2 separate regions of the Muntiacus reevesi genome follow, and region 2 is linked to region 1. Evidence: chromatin contacts called from public Hi-C data. All regions are on one chromosome and are shown on one strand. The core of a region is the stretch at or near the end of the contact, and the rest is flanking DNA. Distances in the headings are between cores, read along the strand shown.

The links. A called contact is a pair of places that touch in the nucleus more often than the background predicts.
Region 2: a contact with region 1 is called in a Hi-C map of blood, with 5 times the contacts expected there. The contact joins the promoter of CDV3 here to the promoter of TOPBP1 in region 1. A contact is called at or near these places in 2 of 3 Hi-C or Micro-C datasets (blood and muscle).

The regions. Positions count from the first base shown.
Region 1 is chr8:15,692,139-15,697,608 of mMunRee1.1, forward strand. It overlaps TOPBP1 (DNA topoisomerase II binding protein 1), which reads left to right and starts at 2,519. Exons shown (of 28, transcript XM_065942858.1): 1 at 2,519-2,664; 2 at 3,305-3,395; 3 at 5,399-5,470. The coding sequence starts at 3,312.
Region 2 is chr8:15,823,048-15,827,947 of mMunRee1.1, forward strand. It overlaps CDV3 (CDV3 homolog), which reads right to left and starts at 1,856. Exons shown (of 5, transcript XM_065942178.1): 1 at 1,213-1,856; 2 at 446-522. The coding sequence starts at 1,452.

The DNA of each region.
Region 1 (5,470 bases), core at 1,269-3,768:
ACTCATGTATGGATGTGAGAGTTGGAGTATAAAGAAAGCTGAGCACTGAAGAACTGCTGCTTTTGAACTGTGGTGTTGGAGAAGACTCTTGAGAGTCCCTTGGACTGCAAGGAGATCCAACCAGTCCATCCTAAAGGAGATCGGTCCTGGGTATTCATTGGAAGGACTGATATTGAAGCTGAAACTCCAATACTTTGGCCACCTGATGCGAAGAGCTGACTCATTTGAAAAGACCCTGATGCTGGGAAAGATTGAGGACAGAAGGGGATGACAGAGGATGAGATGGTTGGATGGCATCACCGGCTCAATGGACATGAGTTTGGGTAAACGCCAGGAGGTGGTGATGGACACAGAAGCCTGACGTGCTGTGGTTTATAGGGTAGAAAAGAGTCGGACACGACTGAGCAACTGAACTGAACTGAAGGTGCTCTGATATTCCCATTTTTTAAAGAACTTTCCACAGTTTGTTGTGATCCAACAGTCAAAGGCTCGAGCATAGTCAATGAAGCAGATGTTTTTCTGGAATTCTCTTGCTTCTCTATGACCCAAAAGATGTTGACAATTTGATCTCTGGTTCCTCTATCTTTTCTAAATCCAGCTTGAGTATCTGGAAGTTCTTGGTTCACATACTGCTGAAGCCTAGCTTGAAGGATTTTGAGCATTACCATGTTAGCATGTGAAATGAGTGCAACTGTGCTGTAGTTTGAATATTCTTTGACATTGCCCTTCTTTGGGAATTGAATGAAAACTGACCTTTTCCATTCCTGTGGCCACTGCTGAGTTTTCCAAGTTTGCTGACACATTGAGTACAACTCTTTCACAGCATTATCTTTTAAGATTTTAAATAGCTTACCTGGGATCCCATCACCTCCACTTTGTTTGTAGTAATGCTTCCTAAGGCCCACTTGCCTTCCCACTCCAGGATGTCTGGCTCTAAGTGAGTGACCACACCATAGTGCTTTTCTGGGTCTTTCAGACCTCTTTTATATAGTTCTTCTGTGTATTCTTGCCTTCTCTGCTTCTGCTACATCCATACTGTTTCTGTCCTTATTTTGCCCCAAATAAAACTTAACTCACCACTCTCAGGTTGTGCAGTTTTTAAAGTTGACAGTGGCCAACAATGCCCATTTTCTAGAGAACTGCCCAGCAGAGTGAGCAGGAGCCCTCTGTCCACTGTCACTCACCCCACAAATAGTAATTATAATATCAGCTCAGATTTGCTCCTTCACAGTGAATTGTGGCAGGGTTGTCTCTCATTTTTTTTTTTTAAAACAAGTCTAGTAACTTTGGTGTATCTGTAAGGCTTTCCTCACCTCCTCCCTGACAACAGGCCTTTCAGTTGGTCTTTCAGTTACTGATTCTGACTCACCTTCCACCTAAGTGTTCACACACTGACCCAAGATGCTATCTACCATCTTTAGACATTTAAAAAACCAAGGTACAGTTCATTAAACTCTCAGGTTACTCAAGTCATGATTTTCTCACTCTCAACAGTCAAGAATAAGATGAGAAGAAACGCTGACCAAGCAGTTTGTCATTGGCCATCAACAAGCCAGAGATCCTAATCCTATTTCACCTCCTCTCCCCATTACCTTTGCCATTTGAACATTAGGTTTCATCCCACAATCTGCCCAACACTTGGGAAGCTAGAGAAAAAAATGAGATGCTCAAAGTGGGAGAATGGGGTGTTAGTCCCGGAGAGGGCACTACTGAAGTTGGCAAAGACCCCCTATGCACCAGGTGTGTAATTCACGTCATCCTGACGTCTTTCTTTCCTTTAGACCCTTGGCTGTTGTAGCTGGTGAACACATCTGGGCTATACTGGAAGAAAATAATCCAGTCCACCAGTCCATGGAGTCAAAAAGATTTGGGTGCCGTCTTAAACTTCTACCACTTACTGTGACCTTGAACACTTCATTTAATTTCCCTAAGCCTCAGTTTTTACATCTGTAAAATGCAAATCAGTATTTGCCTCCCAGAGTTGTTTTTGATAACATATGGTTTCTCGGCATGAAGTATTTATTAAAGAAACCCTCTTTTACCTGTCTTTATTTTTTGATGTTAGGGTCTGCTCTGAGGCATCAGTCCCCAACATTTTTTGTCACCAGGGACCGGTTTACTAGAAGACAATTTTTCCCAGGACAAGGGGAGCTCGGCGGTTCAGGCGGCAACGCGAGAAACGGGAAGCGGCTCTGCTTCCACCACTAACCTCTCCTGGCCCTGGAGTTGCGAACTCCTGCTCTAAGATACCTCTGACCCGCCACCTCAAAGCCCTAGCTCTCGGCGCTAGGCCAGTTTCCCGCAAAGGCAAGACGCGCCCTGCCAGCTGCTGAGCCGAAGCTTCTGCCACAGTCTTCCCGGAACACCTTGGCCTCCGGGTCGGAGCCAACCACCAACGCCGCTTTCTTTCGTCTCCGCCCTCCCCGCCCCCCTCCCACGCTGCAGCTGTGGTAGCGTCACTTCCGCCGGAAGGGGCGGGCGCGACCGCGCAGTTGGCGCGAAAGTCGGTTCGCGGTTCGGCAACTTCCGGGTCTGCGTTTGCTTTGGTTGGGGGCCCCGCCGGGTGCGGCGGGTGTGCGCCGGGCTGGCGCCCGACCCCAGCCGCAGTCCCGCGCGCCGCGCGGCCCCCCACTCGCCGCCCGGAGATCCCCAGGCTCCACTGAGGTGAGTAAAGCTCAGAGTGAGCACCCAGCTCCCTCCCCAACTCGCGGGGGTGGAGGGGTCTTCGACGCCGTCTCTGGCCTTAGGGGCCCTGGATTCCGGACTTTGTAACCGGCCCCCGGACTGGTGGATGGGACACCAGAGAGCTAGTGACTGGGGTGGACTGATAATCGGACTTTTCCCTGGCAGCTGGGGAGCGGGAGCATCTGGCCTTTTAGGGCCCTGACTTGGGATGGCTGGCTTTCATGTTTATATTCAAAGTTCGTTTACTGAGGGCTTAACCTTTCTCGTGGGCCGCAGATGACCTCAGGAACCTATTCGTTCTGAGCATTCTCAAGCAAAATGAAATTGAATGACCATCGGCTTAGGAGACTTTAAAGCTCTAGAGCAAAGGTCCTCGATGAATTCAGTTTAGCAACATTAATTTCGTATTTTGATTTACGAAGATTGGTTGTTGTCATCTTTTCCCTTGATTTTGTTCACATTCCACTGTTTCTTACAAACTATAATGTACGAATTCATGGGCAAGAGCAGAATGTTTGTACTTCGGCATTCTTACTTGCGCAGAAAAGTAGGTGCTTTAAACATTTAACTTTATATGTAATGTGTTTTGCTCTTGTTAATGGTTCCTTTATTTTGGCAGTTCAGAAATGTCCAAAAATGACAAAGAACCGTTTTTTGTGAAGTTTTTAAAGTCTTCAGACAATTCTGAATGTTTTTTTAAAGCTCTTGAGGTAAGACTACTTGACAATGTCTTGCTGTGAATTCATTTTCTTGTTTCTAGTGTTTTTGACTTAGGCCATTTATGTCTTAGTCATGGTTATTTTATTTTCATAATAGTTTTACTCTACATTCGTAGATATCTCATTGTTAACACACTTTTGATATTAGTATATCATATATTTTGGGGAGCTTGAAATCTTTAATGACATTTATATTGAAAGTGATGGACATACTATTCTTAGAAGTTAAGTAGTTTTCTTTTGTCTACTAACCATAGACCTTTGTGTGTTGAAAAAACTTGAGGCAGTCCTATATTGGTTACACTTCATTTTTTGTTTTTGTTGTTGTTAATTGTTAAAAGTATGTTTTATTATATAGTTTTATGTGGGAGGATGTAAGGGTAGTGTCTCCCCCAGTAGCATCACCATGGCCTGAGAAATTGGACCCCAACTCAGACTTATCAATTGGAATCTACTTTTTAACAAGATCTTATGTATGTTTAAGAAACACTTGTAGCAGGTTTGTCTTTAAAGTTCATTCATTCAGCAAATCTGATAAGCACTGTTCAAATACTTGGGATACACAATGATGAGATGATGAGAGCAGGCAAAGATCCATACTTTCTCAGTTTACATTCTATTCTAGCTATAGGAAATAAACTAGTCAGATATATAAATGTGTAAACTATATAGTATCTTAAAGGTGCAAAGTGCTATGGGAGGAGAAATGTGAAACAAGTTAAAGCATTCCAGAAGATGTTAAGGAAGAAGGGAAGTTTACAATTTATTTTAAATATAGTGTGATATTCTCTGTGGAGAAGTTGATATTTGCAGACACTTGAAGGAGGTGAGATAAGTAGCCGTGTGAATATGTGGGGAAGGTTTCAGTTTCAGGCAGAGGAAATAATCGTACACAGGCCCTGGGAAGGTGCTTGCAGTGTCTGTCCTGCTTTATTGTGGCTGTAGTGTAGTGTGAACAGGAGATGTGGGATGAATGTTAAGGTTTGCTTCAGAGAGTAAGAATAAAGAGGTCATGAGGGCCTTGTGGTCTCTTTTAAGGACTTTGGCTTTTTCTTCCCATAAGATGGAGAGCCACTAGGGGAGTTTATTCAGAAGAATATTATGATCTGACTTACTCGTTTTAAAAGAATCACCATAAGTATTTAATGAAAGGACTTCAAAATTTGTTAAGAAAATATTTGAGTGCTTATTGGGAGCCAGGATATGTTGCCAAACAAGATAGATCATGAAACTTACATTCTTACAAGGGAGAGAGACAAAAACAGTGTGTATGTATGTATATATAATATTATATATATTATATATGCTAGTATACATATTACTACATCTATGTTATTTTTCTTCATAAAATGGGGAAAGAATATTTTAGAGACTTGTGACCAGGAAAAGCATCTCTGAGGAAGTGACATGTGAGCAGATGTGGTTGAAGTGAGATAAGTCAGGTGAAGTCCTGGGGGACGAATATTCCAGGTAGTGGGAGGAAAAAGCAAAACCTCTAAATGAGGTCATGCTTAGCTTGTTCTAGGCCTGGAAAGAAAGCAGGAGTGGCTAGAGAAGAGTGAGTCAAAGGGATTAGAGGAAGAAGTAACAATCTTGTAAAGTAATTAGCCTCCAACTAATAAAAATAAATGGAAAAAAAAAAAAGAAGAAGTAAGCATGGGGAGACAGAAACAGGCAAGGGCCAGACTCTGGTCTTGTAGGTGATTGTAAGAAATGAGGATTTTATTCTGAGTGTGGTGGGAAGCTGCTGGAGGTTTTGAGCAGAGTGACATGACCTGATTTGTGTTGTTGAAAAGATTCATAGCTGCTGTGTGGAGAATAGATTTAGGGCAAAGGATGAGAAGGAACCCCTTTGGAGACTCCTGCACAGGCCAAGTGAGAGATGACGGTTCCTTTTGATAGGAAGAAGGCTGGATTTGAGATAGATTTTGAAGAGAGTTCACAGGACATAAATACAGGTGAATAATTTCATATGCATTATTTTTTTCTTTCAGTCAATAAAAGAGTTCCAATCAGAAGAATATCTTCAGATTATTACAGAAGAAGAGGCATTGAAAATAAAGGAG
Region 2 (4,900 bases), core at 606-3,105, 130 kb after region 1:
GAAGGGGGCTTTCTTCTCTACCAGTAATATTTCCTTTCTTGACTTCCGTGCTGATTACACAAGTTGAATAGGTAAAATCTGTATTTCCCTGTAACTATGCTTCAAATACAACCACCCATGTTATCTTTTGAGACAAAAGCTAAGTTCAACCCACCAATAATAAAAGCAAAAATTCTGAAAGCACAAAATCCATTTTAGCTGTCTCAAAAAGGCCTAACCAAGATTCGAAGTAGGCAAGCTCTCACAGGATTTTAGAACTGGCAGCTAATTTGACTGGCATATAAAAGGGCTGCCAACACAGAGGAGGAATAGACTCAATCCATTAGTCGTAATAAGCATACCTAAAGCACAAGAGTACTGTGATGCTGTTTTGGGACAAAAAAACCCCAAACATACAGTATTTATCCGGTGGGTGACATAAACGTTATCTGTAACCAAACCATACCTTATTTGCATTGCTTGAACTCTTAGACCGCTGTAATCAACCTCTTTTTGCTCAAATTCTTTCCACTCATCTTCCTCCTGTAAAACAAGTACCAGGTAGTCAATTAAAGCTATTTTTAAAACACAACTAAAACAACCATCAGACTATTAAGGGATAAAGTGGTTGGAACCTAAAGTGTGGACTCGTTTTCTGGCCAAAGCCCTTGCTCAATCCCAAGGCTACTAGGCTTGAGGACAAACGTGACTAAACTTTGTTACTTCCACCCGGTTCCTTCATGAGACTTGTTACTTTAAAAGCAACCAGGAAACGTCGGATGAAGTCCATAGTAAGCCCACAACTAAACGTCTACCTCAATCTTGTATGAGACTTTTCTTTTACAGGTTTCCAGACCAAGTCGAGCCAATTAGATCTGCTGCAAATGTGATTGTTAGAAAATTCAGTTCACACTACTAGGCTGAAATCAGGACGCTAAATTACTCAGAGTAGACGTCACCCGATAGATGTACTTCCGACCCGGGCCGATTCCCCGGGAGGGTGCCGCCGCCTGCCTGCGTGCTAGCCCGAGCCAGGCGACGAGGGTCGGGAGCTGGGCCGCTGTGGTCCGGCGGGGAACGCGAGGCGGCCCGCCGTGGGAAGCCCGCGTCACGTGGCAGCCTCCGTGCCCGTCAGCCCGCCGGCCGGCCCCGGCCGCTTCCTCAGGCAGGCAGGCGGGGGCGGGCACATGGGCGCAAGAGCGCGGCCCGAGCCCTAACTCCCCGGCCCCTCACCTTTGTCACAACCTTGGTGGCGGCCCCAGGGCCAGTGGCCCCCACGCCCGCGGTCCCGCTATCTCCCGGCCGGGTCCCTGCGCCCGCCCCACCGCCCGCCGCGCCCGTGGCTCCGCTGCTCCCGCCAGCGCCGCCCGCCGCGCTCGCTGCGCTCGCCGCCCGGTTGCTCCGCTCCTTCTTCTTCTTTTTATCTCTCTTGGCGAAGAAGTTATCTAGGCTCCGCTCCTCCGTCTCAGCCATGGCCGCGGCCTCCTTGGCCCGGATGGGTGGGGCCGGCGGCGGGCGCGGCCCGTCGGGGCTCCGAGCTCGGGGTCGAGGCCGGCTCGGCGCTCAAGCTCCCAGGCGCGGCGACGCCTCAGTCCCTCGGGGTCGCTGAGGCGTGTGCAGCGGGGCGACCGGCCCCCCCCGCCTGCTGGCGGACGGTGGTACGGTCCTCCTAGGGGCTCGCGTGCCGCTGCCTCCGCCCGAGCCCGCCCGGGCTGGAGCTGCTGCCGCGATCGCAGTGCAGGATCCCGCCCGCTCCACAGCTGGAGGGAAAAAGGAACCCGCGGGCCAGAGGCTCCGGCGAGAGTGCTGGGTTAGCGGCGGCGAGTGCAGGAGGAAGACGCGAGCACGCAGGCCGGGAGAGGAGGGGACAGGGGGTGGGGAGGGGAGGGAGGGGGAGGAAGGAGGGCGGGCCACCAGAAAAGAGAGGCAGCGCCCGCGCCTGCGTACTTAGCTCCGCCCGCCACTGTGGGAGCGGGGAGGGGAGGGCGGTGAGAGGAGACGGAGGCGGAGCTGGCAAGGGAGCCAATCAGGTGCCAGGACGAACCGCTTAGGCGACAATCCCTGCCTCAGACGGGGCGGGGCTGTGGCTTGGGGGCGGGGAGAGGGTATATGCTAAATAAGTGACGTACATGATGGCTTTTGCCTCCTGATTGGTCGAGGGTTTAGCCTTGAGGGCGGGCATTTAGAGGGCTTGTTGGTGACTTGGCTAAAGAGGTCCGATCGAAGGGGTGGGTAGGTCCGTTCTAGGCGCATGCGTAGGGTACACGTGTGTCTGCTAGTCAGCCGCAAACTGTGGCCTTGTAGTGGTTTGAACTTCAGTGAGACTGAAAGGCCCTGTGCTAAGCTAGCTATATAAAGATGGTATCGTCTGCTCTGCTGGCCTCTGTATTTTCACCCTCTCTGGTCTAGCAACTATTCATTTTATTCATAGGTGATGATTATTATGAAAATGAGGTGCTTTGGGCTTGAAGTTTAGTTCTTATTTACTAAAAGGTCTACATAAACCAGTAGGTAGTCGAAAGGAGATTGGTTTTATCTGAATTCTACTTTCTATGAGATATCTAGAAATAGGTCAAGCTAAATCTGACCCTCAAGCTCCTGATCTGTAAAGTGGAGATGTTAGCTCTTGCAAGATATGTGGGGAAAGATTACCTCTTAGGCGCCAGCACAGTACTTAACACATATTGTGCTGTGCTAAGTCGCTTCAGTCGTGTCTGACTCTGTGACTGCATGGACTGTAGCTGCCAGGCTCCTCTGTCATTGTAACTCTCCAGGCAAGAATACTGGAGTGGGTTGCCATTTCCTTCTCCAGGGATCGAACCTGTGTCTCTCATGTCTCCTGCATTGACAGGCAGTTTCTAATATACATTAGATGCTATAAATAATTTTACATGTAAATAATAACCCCTACCCTGATGAGATGATGGCTGTAATCTATCTTTTTTATCCGTGATAAGAGGAAAGGAATGGCATATATAGAAGTGAGGACCAAATGTGCCCAGACTGTATGTGGTTGTACCATTTAAGTACCTTCTGGGAGTTGAGGATGAAATGAATCCTCCCATATGAAAAAGTCGGTCTAATAAAAGATGCTAAGCTTTCCACTTCCGTCTAAAGACACAACCACTGAGGAAATGACTCAGAGTTATGTTAGTAGCCTTGTAGGGTAGATAGAGCACAGCCAATACATGGAGGTACTTGTCTTTTCCTTTACAGTTTTTCTGTTAAAGTCTGTCTCCCCTACACCCCCTTCACCTCTACTATTAAAGTACTAAATCCAGAATATGTCAAAGAAGCAAATCAAGGAGCTGGCCTTGGCCAATAGCAAGCTTATGTTTAATTCCCTATACTGACTACCTGGATGGGTCTCTAGGTAACTTCCTTCTGTGACACTAGGCGTCTTCTTGTGATGCAAGCCAAGTTTAGTATTGCCTCTCCCTTACCTTCCTTAACATCTCTGATCAAATTTTTCTTCCCTTCTTTCCCTCCTTCCTCCCCCATCCCTTCCTTCCTTTTGTTCTTTCTTTCCTCACCTGTGAAACACCTATTTCGTTATATTTAAGGCAATGTGTTGTATTCTAGGCAAAGTAACTTGTCATTCCTGCCTTCAACTCCCTTCTAATCTACAAGAAAAGATCTAGATGTGAATAAATGAAATTTAGCCCTCTCTTTCTTAGATCTCCATCAATGTATCTGTGTGTCTTGAAGGAATTAATGATGGGAAAAAGCAGAGAAGGAACTGCAGCTGCAGCAAAATTCCCCACTACATCTTCCAGTGATTGATGGCATGTTCCCCAAACTTGATCATATGTAAAAGACTCAGGTCAGGCCAATAGAGAGACTAGGGTCTTTGTGGTTGTGTCATTATCTATGGTTAATTCTCTCCTCCAGGAATCTAGTCTCCCCCTCATTGAATCCCCTGACCTGAGACTGACAGCATATATTCATACCAGATTTTCCTCTTAAATCTCCTGTGCTCCCTCCTCCAATGTGTTACACAGAGCCTTGAAACCTCCCCCTTATCTTCACCCCACCCCTCATCATGAAGCACCATTCATTGCTCTCATGATGTTTGGAGCTTCACCATCTTTAAAGCAAAACAGACCTTCATTTGTACTTGGTGGGTGGATTGTTGAATAGTGGTGAGAACTTGAACCATTACCAGGTATTTCAGCACATCTTCTAAGGAACCTAATGCTGTCTGAATGTGAAAATTCCTCTCTGAGTCCTCTGAAGTGGAACAATCCAAAGGACGTCATCTGTCTCCCCTGACAAGGCTAGCTGGGCTTCAGTATTCCATGAGCTCAAGAGCTGGCACAGGGAAGTTGGGCCCAGTCCCATTGTCCCTGGGTTCTTTTTTGCTGAGCTATTCATTCCAAGTTCCATTCTGCTACCTAGGCTGGAAGTTCCACACATGCTCAGCTCAAAGGAATGCAGCTCGTACTAGCCAAAGACTTCCCGGGAAATGAGGAACAGCTTTTCATTTGTGACTTCCTCTCTCAGAAATCTGAGGGACTGAGCTACTTCCTGGGCTATTCCATTAATGACCTTTTCCAGTTGGGGAGTAACTACTTTCAGATCACCTCCTCTGGAGAAAAACTTCTGCTGATTTCTACAGGCAGTCTAGTTCCTGACCTTTAAAGGCCCAGAGATCTTTTGTGGTATGGATATTTGATGCCTTCCTTATATTACCATGATTTGTTTGTTGTTTAACCATTCATCCATTCATTAACTCATTCATTTTTGTAAAACATTTATTTCATGAGCACCTACTGTATGCCAGGCCTGATGTTAGCAGTTAAGTGTAAGTCAGATGTAGGCCTTTCCCTCACAGAGCTTACTGTATGATAAACTGGTAGTCAGAAGCACACAAGTATACATACAATTATAACACATTGCAAATATAATGGGGCAGGGCTGG